2 separate regions of the Ovis aries genome follow, and region 2 is linked to region 1. Evidence: chromatin contacts called from public Hi-C data. All regions are on one chromosome and are shown on one strand. The core of a region is the stretch at or near the end of the contact, and the rest is flanking DNA. Distances in the headings are between cores, read along the strand shown.

Evidence for each region. Hi-C and Micro-C count contacts between places; a contact is called where the count stands out from the background.
Region 2: a Hi-C map of mixed tissues shows a contact between it and region 1, with 2.9 times the contacts expected there. The contact joins the promoter of ARMC12 here to the enhancer-like site in region 1. A contact is called at or near these places in 3 of 16 Hi-C or Micro-C datasets (mixed tissues and tail adipose tissue).

Annotation. Positions count from the first base shown.
Region 1 is chr20:9,798,613-9,802,028 of ARS-UI_Ramb_v3.0, forward strand. All of the region lies in intron 2 of FKBP5 (FKBP prolyl isomerase 5), which reads right to left. Among named protein-coding and RNA genes, the nearest start is that of FKBP5, 21 kb to the right of the region's middle. Within about 2 kb of position 1,654, at least 3 of the 54 cell types and tissues checked have an H3K27ac peak or open chromatin away from gene starts, as enhancers often do.
Region 2 is chr20:9,848,396-9,852,071 of ARS-UI_Ramb_v3.0, forward strand. It overlaps ARMC12 (armadillo repeat containing 12), which reads left to right and starts at 2,117. Exons shown (of 9, transcript XM_060403597.1): 1 at 2,117-2,262; 2 at 2,341-2,387; 3 at 3,283-3,676. LOC121817391 (a long non-coding RNA gene) reads right to left here and starts at 2,707. Exons shown (of 2, transcript XR_006057276.2): 1 at 2,521-2,707; 2 at 1,967-2,373.

The DNA.
Region 1 (3,416 bases), core at 404-2,903:
ACCAGCAAGTATCATCAGACATGTAGAGAAGGTGGAGTACACTCATGCACTGCTAGAAGAAACGTAACAGGATGCAGCTGCTGTGGAAAAGAGTCTGGGAGTTCCTCTAAAATTCAGTTATCATTTGATCAACAGTTCCAAGAAAAATGAAAATATGTCCACACAAAAACCTGGACATGAATATTCATAAAAGCTAAGGAGTAGAGACACTCCAAATGTCCATTAGTCGGATATGTCCATTAGACATTAGTCAGAAATGTCCATGAGATAGATAAAAGTCATGTATCGATACATTAGAATATTATTCAGTGATGAAAAGCAATGCAGTACTGTAACATGCTACAACATGGATGAACCCTGAAATATTATGCTAAATGAAGGCCAAGCACAAAATGCCGTATCTTATACAATTCCATTTATACAAAATGTCCAGAATAGGCAAATCTATACAGACAGAAAACAGACTGGCGATTTTATCGGGTAATCAGGAAAAGGGGGTGATTGCTAATGGGTATGAGATTTGAGGATGATAAAGTGTTCTGAAGTGGGGTAATGGTAATAGTTGTGTAACTGTGAATATACCAGAAACCACTGACTTGTAGACTTTAAAGGGATAAATATTATGTTATGTGAATTTTACTTCAATAAAGCTATTAGAAGTTTAATCTATTGAGTGGATGAACCATAATTAATTACATCCATTGCTTCCAATTTACCTACTCTATGTAAAACTGCTGTGAACAGTTTTGTGCCTAGGCTTTATCACATAAAATTAGGGGTATGAATTCTGTTTGTAGGAATCTTGGCTTGACAACAGAGCAGCAAGTCAGTTAATTTCTTTGTGCCTCAATTTCCCCATACGTGACGTGAGATTACTAGCATCAATACCTCTTTGGATTCTGAGAAATAAAGTAATGTGTGTAAAGGGCTTTACATGGTGCCTGTCACACAGCAAACTTTCAACATTAGTGGTAGAGGTAGCTATTGTAATTGTTATTCTAGTCTGCATTATTTTCTAAAGATGATTTCCAGAAGGGGTATCATCAACTCAAAAAAAAACCCATGGACATTTATGTCTGAATACATCCTGCCAAACTACACATATCAAAAGGGGTGCACTAATTTTTGGCAGTAGTAACTCTATGAGAGAATCAGAGTAACCACGCCATCATCAATATTATCTTATAATAAATTTGTTTTCTTAATAGGCATCTCACTGTAACTGTTCATTTGTGCTGCTTTTGAAACCCAACAGTTTTTCTAATTATCATAAAAATCCTACATACCCTGAGCATCTACTTAATGTGAAATCTGTGCAAGACACTATACTGGGGGCTAAACAGAAACTAAAAATGAGTCAAGCAGAGGATTCTGTGTGAGGTAAGTCAGAGAAGCATTTTAACTCAGGATAATTATGATTAAGTATAACAAAGCTACAAAGTATTTATGAGGGCAGGTTTATAAAGGGGAGAAAAGATGGCAGTGTTTCAGCTGATTCTTGAAGGATGGGCAAAATTTCAACTGGCAAGGGTGTGGCAAGAGTGAAATCAAATCAAGGCTGGTAAAAGAACACAGCACACTGCAAGACTCTGCGACTAGAGTCCAAAGTGGCCGGGGAGGGGACGGTGGGAGAACAAGGCACAGGGTGCTCTGGGAGCACAGAGAGGTCCCTCTGAAACAGAGCCACAACCACGTGAGCTGAGGGTGAGAGCGTCTCCCAGGACAGTCGGCGTGCAGAAGAGCACGGAGACACAAAGCACTGCGACCCATGCAGCGAACTGCACGTAACCCAATTTGGCTAACGTGGAGGGTACTTTTGGGAAGGAAGCAGATGATGCTAAATGGGCAGAGGCCTGACTGTGAAGGACCTTGTGTGCCAGAAGCAAGCATTTGAACTTTTATTCCAAAGCAACTAGAGAACTGAAGCATTTTTAAGAAAAGAAGTGACAATCAGACTGACTTAGAAAATGAACTCTGGTAATACTCCCCACGGCTTCCCATCTCACACAGAATAGAGCCAAATCCTTCTTATGCTTGAAACTCTTCATGTACACTATCGATGCTACCTATAAGACAGGTAATTAATGAGAACCTACTGCATGGCACAGGGAACTCTACTCAGCACTCTGTGGTGACCTAAATGGGAAGGAGATGTGAAAAGGGGGGGCACGTGCATATGCGCAGCTGATTAACTTTGCTGCACAGCAGAAACTAACACAGCACTGTCAAGCAGCTAAACGGCAATCAAGATTTCTAAAAATAGTAAGAATTAAGGGGGAAAACCCCATGCTGGCCGGTGGCTATCTCTGAAATTATTTCCTGTTGCTCCTCCTCTCACTCTGCCTGCGTGACTCTGGCCCCCTTGCTGTACCTTCAATACGCCACTCCTCAGGGTTTCTGCACTTGCTGTCCCCTCCACCTGAAACTCTTGTCCCAAATCAGCTTCCTCACTGGTCTCTGGTTTGCTTCCTCACTTCCAGCAGGTCTCTGTTCAAACACTTTCTTATCAGGCAGACCCTCCCTATTACCCAATATAAAAGAGCAAGAAACGACGACAATCAATCCTACCGTCATTTTCCTCTACTTACCACCTGGCACACCTATTTATCTGAAAATTTCCAGTCTCTCATTACTAGAATGTAAGTTCCAGGATGGATCCTCTTAATTACCCTGATATACGAACTATTATTAGCATGTCCAGATGGTGAAATTCAGGGGCATAATACTGCTCATGTGCAGTGGAACCAGGCAGAATGACTCCTGAGCCTGCATTTGAACCATTTCACCTACTGACTCTGGTGAAGTCACAGGGCCCTGGCTTTGACTCTAGATTATTTCCTGTGACTAGGCTCCATCCTGACAAGCACCACAACAGTACACTCTAAATTCACACTATGTTCTTCCAAAAAAATTTTAAAAAACACCTCATTCTTATCATTTGTTATTAGCTGAGTTTCCAAAGCCAAGAAACATTTTTAAAATGATCACTTAAAATGCACAAGGTATCTGGACTTGTATCTAGTCAATAATAAGCTGGCTTTTTTTTTCTTGTGTTGGACCCGCAAATATTAAAACAAAATGAAAAGATTTTATGAAACTACACAAAAAAGGAACATAGCACATGACACCAAAACTACTTTTCCAAGACCTTTTTTCAAGTGTAATAGTCAACTTCAGGAATAAAACTAACTCCAACTTTAAAATACACACAACAAAATTTTCTGAGGTATTACACCAAAGAAGAACATGGCAGCTACCTGGAAAACATCCAGTAAATACAATATCATCTGTAGAGAAAAACAATGAAGGTGAGGGACTCCCCAGGTAGCCCAGTGGTAAGACTCTACGTTTCCAATGCAGGGGCTGGGGTTTGATCCCTGCTCTGGGAACTTAGATCCCACGTGGCTTGTAGTGCA
Region 2 (3,676 bases), core at 867-3,366, 50 kb after region 1:
TCCAGGCATATATAGGCTCTCAGGAGGCAGAGTTCCTGGAATCATTTGAAGGGTGGGAGGAATAGGACTCTGAGGCTTGAGAAATGGAGGGTTTGTGATTTAGATACAGACCTAAGTCATCTAGTAGGACACTCAGAAGTGCTGGCTTTGCTGTGAGACAGACCTAAATGTGGATCCCAGCTGTTACTTCTCTGAGCCTCAGTTTCCTTAACTGTCAAAGGTGGGTACAGAAGCACCCACCTCCTAGAGTCACTGTGAAGAGTGAATGAGCTTGTGTATATAAACCCCTGAACCCAACCAATGCTTGGTCCCTAGGAAGCAGTGGACATTAGTTCTTATTGTGAATAATTACATCACGTGCTCTTGGGGGAGGAAGGCTAGATCATAAATGTATCGATCTCTGAATGTCAAACCCACTTTGAGGAGAGTAAAGTGGTCACAACTCAAAAACCATTTTGTCACCAAGTGTCAAATTCCATTTTGCAGCTCCTATTAGGTATGCTTGACTGCTAGGGTGGGGGGAGTGGGGGTAGAATCCCCCTCCCCCACTCCCACCTCTGCCTTGTTCTGTAACTGATGCCTGGAGGATCAAAGATTAACAAGTCTGCCAAGGTTTTGGGGTAGGGGGTGACAACTTAAATAGAGTCTTCAGTTCACTTCTCTAGCTGGGCTCAAGCACACTGGTGAAGCGCTCAGGAAAATAAGGGTGGCAAGGAGTGGTAGAGGGGGGTCCACCTCAAAGGCCCAGAGGAAATTCAGACCCAGCTTGGAGTGTCCATGGCCTTGGAGGCTGTTTTGGGCTGGCTGATGGGAAGGAGAAGGGGACTGACAGCTTCAACCTCCCAGAGTCCAACTTTCCTCCAGGGCTTGCTCAGGCCCCCACCCTTACCACCCAGAAGAGTGCAGAACCCCTGGTGAATGGGGGAGCCCAGGTGGGAGGTGGGCAGATGAGAGCAGGGGTGACAGGCAGCAGGATGCCACGGCTGAAGAAGGAGGCATAAATATAAAGCAGCCAGTGTCGGACTGGACAGAGGCCATATGAAACACACGGTACATTCCGGCCCCAGCGTAACAAACTGTACCAGCCTTTTTCAGAGCTGGGAGCACTGAGGGGAGGGAGGAGAGCAGAGGTTCCTTCGAGGTTGGCCCTGCCTCCTCCTCCCCCACTTCTCCCACAGCAGGGAAAGTCCCGATGTTCCTTTTGCAACCACAGGAAACCTCCTATCCCAGCTCACACTCTGTACCCAGTGTTCCTCTCAGCAGCTCCAGACTGGAAGGGAGGAGCAACGAGGGGGGTAGGGGGTAGGGGAGGGGAGAGCCACAGCAGCCCAGGTCACATCAGGGGAGGTGGCAAGCATCCCTGGGACACTGACTCACAGAGTCACAGCCTGGAAGTGCTGCAATGGAGGCACAGACGGCGGAGAGGTGTAGGGAAGGAAGTGCCTGGTCCAAGGTCACACAGCCAGTCGTGCACCAGGGAGGGACCAGAGGGCATCCAGAGCTGGGCAGTGCTGGGCAGCTCTCTTGGGTGTAGTATGTAGGAGTGGCAGGCCAGGAACAGGCAGTGCCTGGGGAGCAAGGGTGGGAAGCCCAGATCCAAGGCCACCTCTGAGCTCTGGTTGGCTCTAGGCACATCTGGGTTGGGTCTCCTCCACTCTTCCCAAACCCAGCCTGCTCTCCTAAATATTAGAGATAATGCATGGTGAAGTGCCTAGTGTGCAGGCGGGTCTGCGGTGATGTAAACCAGGCTGAATCACCTCCACGCCTTCTCTCTCCTCCTCCACACACACAGCTCAAAGCCTAGAGCCTCCTGGGATCCTTCTCCCCTATCACTATCTCCTTCACCGACTCCCTATAGCTCTCACACATTTGGTACTCACCACCTGCTGGCTTGGGTTATTATTTAACCTCACATGCCATGTGTTTGTCTCTTCAACTGGCCTGCAAACTGCCCAAGGGCAGGAAATCATTTCAATACACCGAACATTTATTGAACATCAACTCCAGTGCCAAGCTTGGCCTGTGGGGGATGAGCTCAAGCCATGGGAGAAGGCTCAGAGCAGCAGACTTTGTTTCTGCCTCAAGGACTTTCTAATCTGGTTAGAAGAACAGGATTAGTAAACAGATCACTAGAATATGAGACAGGCCACACGCTGTGCCCTGAGAAAGGTACAGACTGAGTATGCTGGGCTTTCAGAGGAGAGAGGAATCAGATTTGGCTGGCACTGTTCCAAACAGGCTTTATGAGCTGGAGCTTGAGAGGTGGGTAGACCTTGGAGAATGGGCCTTACATACGGCAGGGGCTCGGTATGTAAATCCTTTGTCCCTTCCTTGTTCCAGGAACCTCTAGGCCAAGCGCTCAGGGACCTCTTTCTGCAGAAGGATGGGTAAGAAGACGTGGCCCTGAATACACCCGGGTTTGGGCTGGACGAAGGGAGGGGTCAGGCTCGGGTTTGGGGTCGTCTTCTTTCACCCCGCCGCCCACTCCCACCCGCTAGTGTCCAGGCTCTTCCTACTTACTCCTGGCGTCCAGCCAGGGGGTTCCCAAGCTAGCCGAAAGCTGGGCTTGGTTTGCCAGCCCCTGGGAATCACTGGAGTCTCCAGGCTTGTGTGAAGAAAGGATCCATCAGGGAAGGGGTCGGAGGCAGGGGGAGGCTCCGGGGAGATGGCTTGAACTGGCCCCTCTAGCGGGCTTCCGTTGTCACGTGACCGCATCCCAGGTCTCGCAAGTATGGGGCTGGCGCGTTCCTTGCTCTCCTCCTCCAGACTCCTGGACTGAGCACCCGTGGGGCTTGAGCGGCCGCCTGGGTGGCTCCTTCTCTCGAGTTTAGCTACCAATATCTGCCCCTCGCCCCTTACCAACTGTGGTGCCCCAGGCTCCCCACTCGCCCAGGGATCCAAACCGGGACTCAGGTGGGGGATGGAGTGATCTGGGTTTGCTAAGGCCGGAGATCGGGCAGAGCCTCAAGGACCCCTGGGGGATCCCCCTTGGGTGCTAGAGTTGAGCACCAGCCCCCGACCGTCCCCAGTGTCTGCGCCGGGCCCGGCCCCAGCGTGCACTCGCGGGACCGCGGCGGCGGCGGGGAGGTTGCGCGCCGAGCGCAAGCCGCGAGCACAAACAGGGCGAGGAGGCTGGTGTGAGCGCCTGGGCCGGGTGCCAGCGCGCCGGGGCTGGAACACAATGTCCCGAGCGGGCGGGCGGGCGAACCGGGAGCGAGAACAGCCTGACTCAGCAGCTGGGTAAGTGGGTGTGCTCGCTCACCAGATCAACCGCTCTTGCAGCCTGCGGTCAGCGACAACTCAACTCTCTCGGAGGCTCCCTCGAGCGGGAGGAGCGAGCTTACGGCCTGCTCGAGGCTCCTGCCCCTGCCTATTGCTCTGGACCTCCACGTGGCCGGTTCGCGCAGCCCTCTGTCTTCTCGCCCCCGCATTCCAGCGTTTCGCTGCCCCCCGGCCGGACCTGAATGGGCTCTGCCCACTCAGGAGGGGCATTCATCTCACCCAGCCCGGCAGGTGTGGCCCGCCAGACAAGTTGATCGTCCCCTTCTCCCACCACTCTGGGAGGCCTCTGGAGGTCTTGGCATGGTGGGGGGTCGTTAACTTATAGTTGCAGATGGAGGTAGAAATTTGGTCTAGGCTGGAGGGGAGCAGAAGACGCTGGGAGAGATGGGATGGA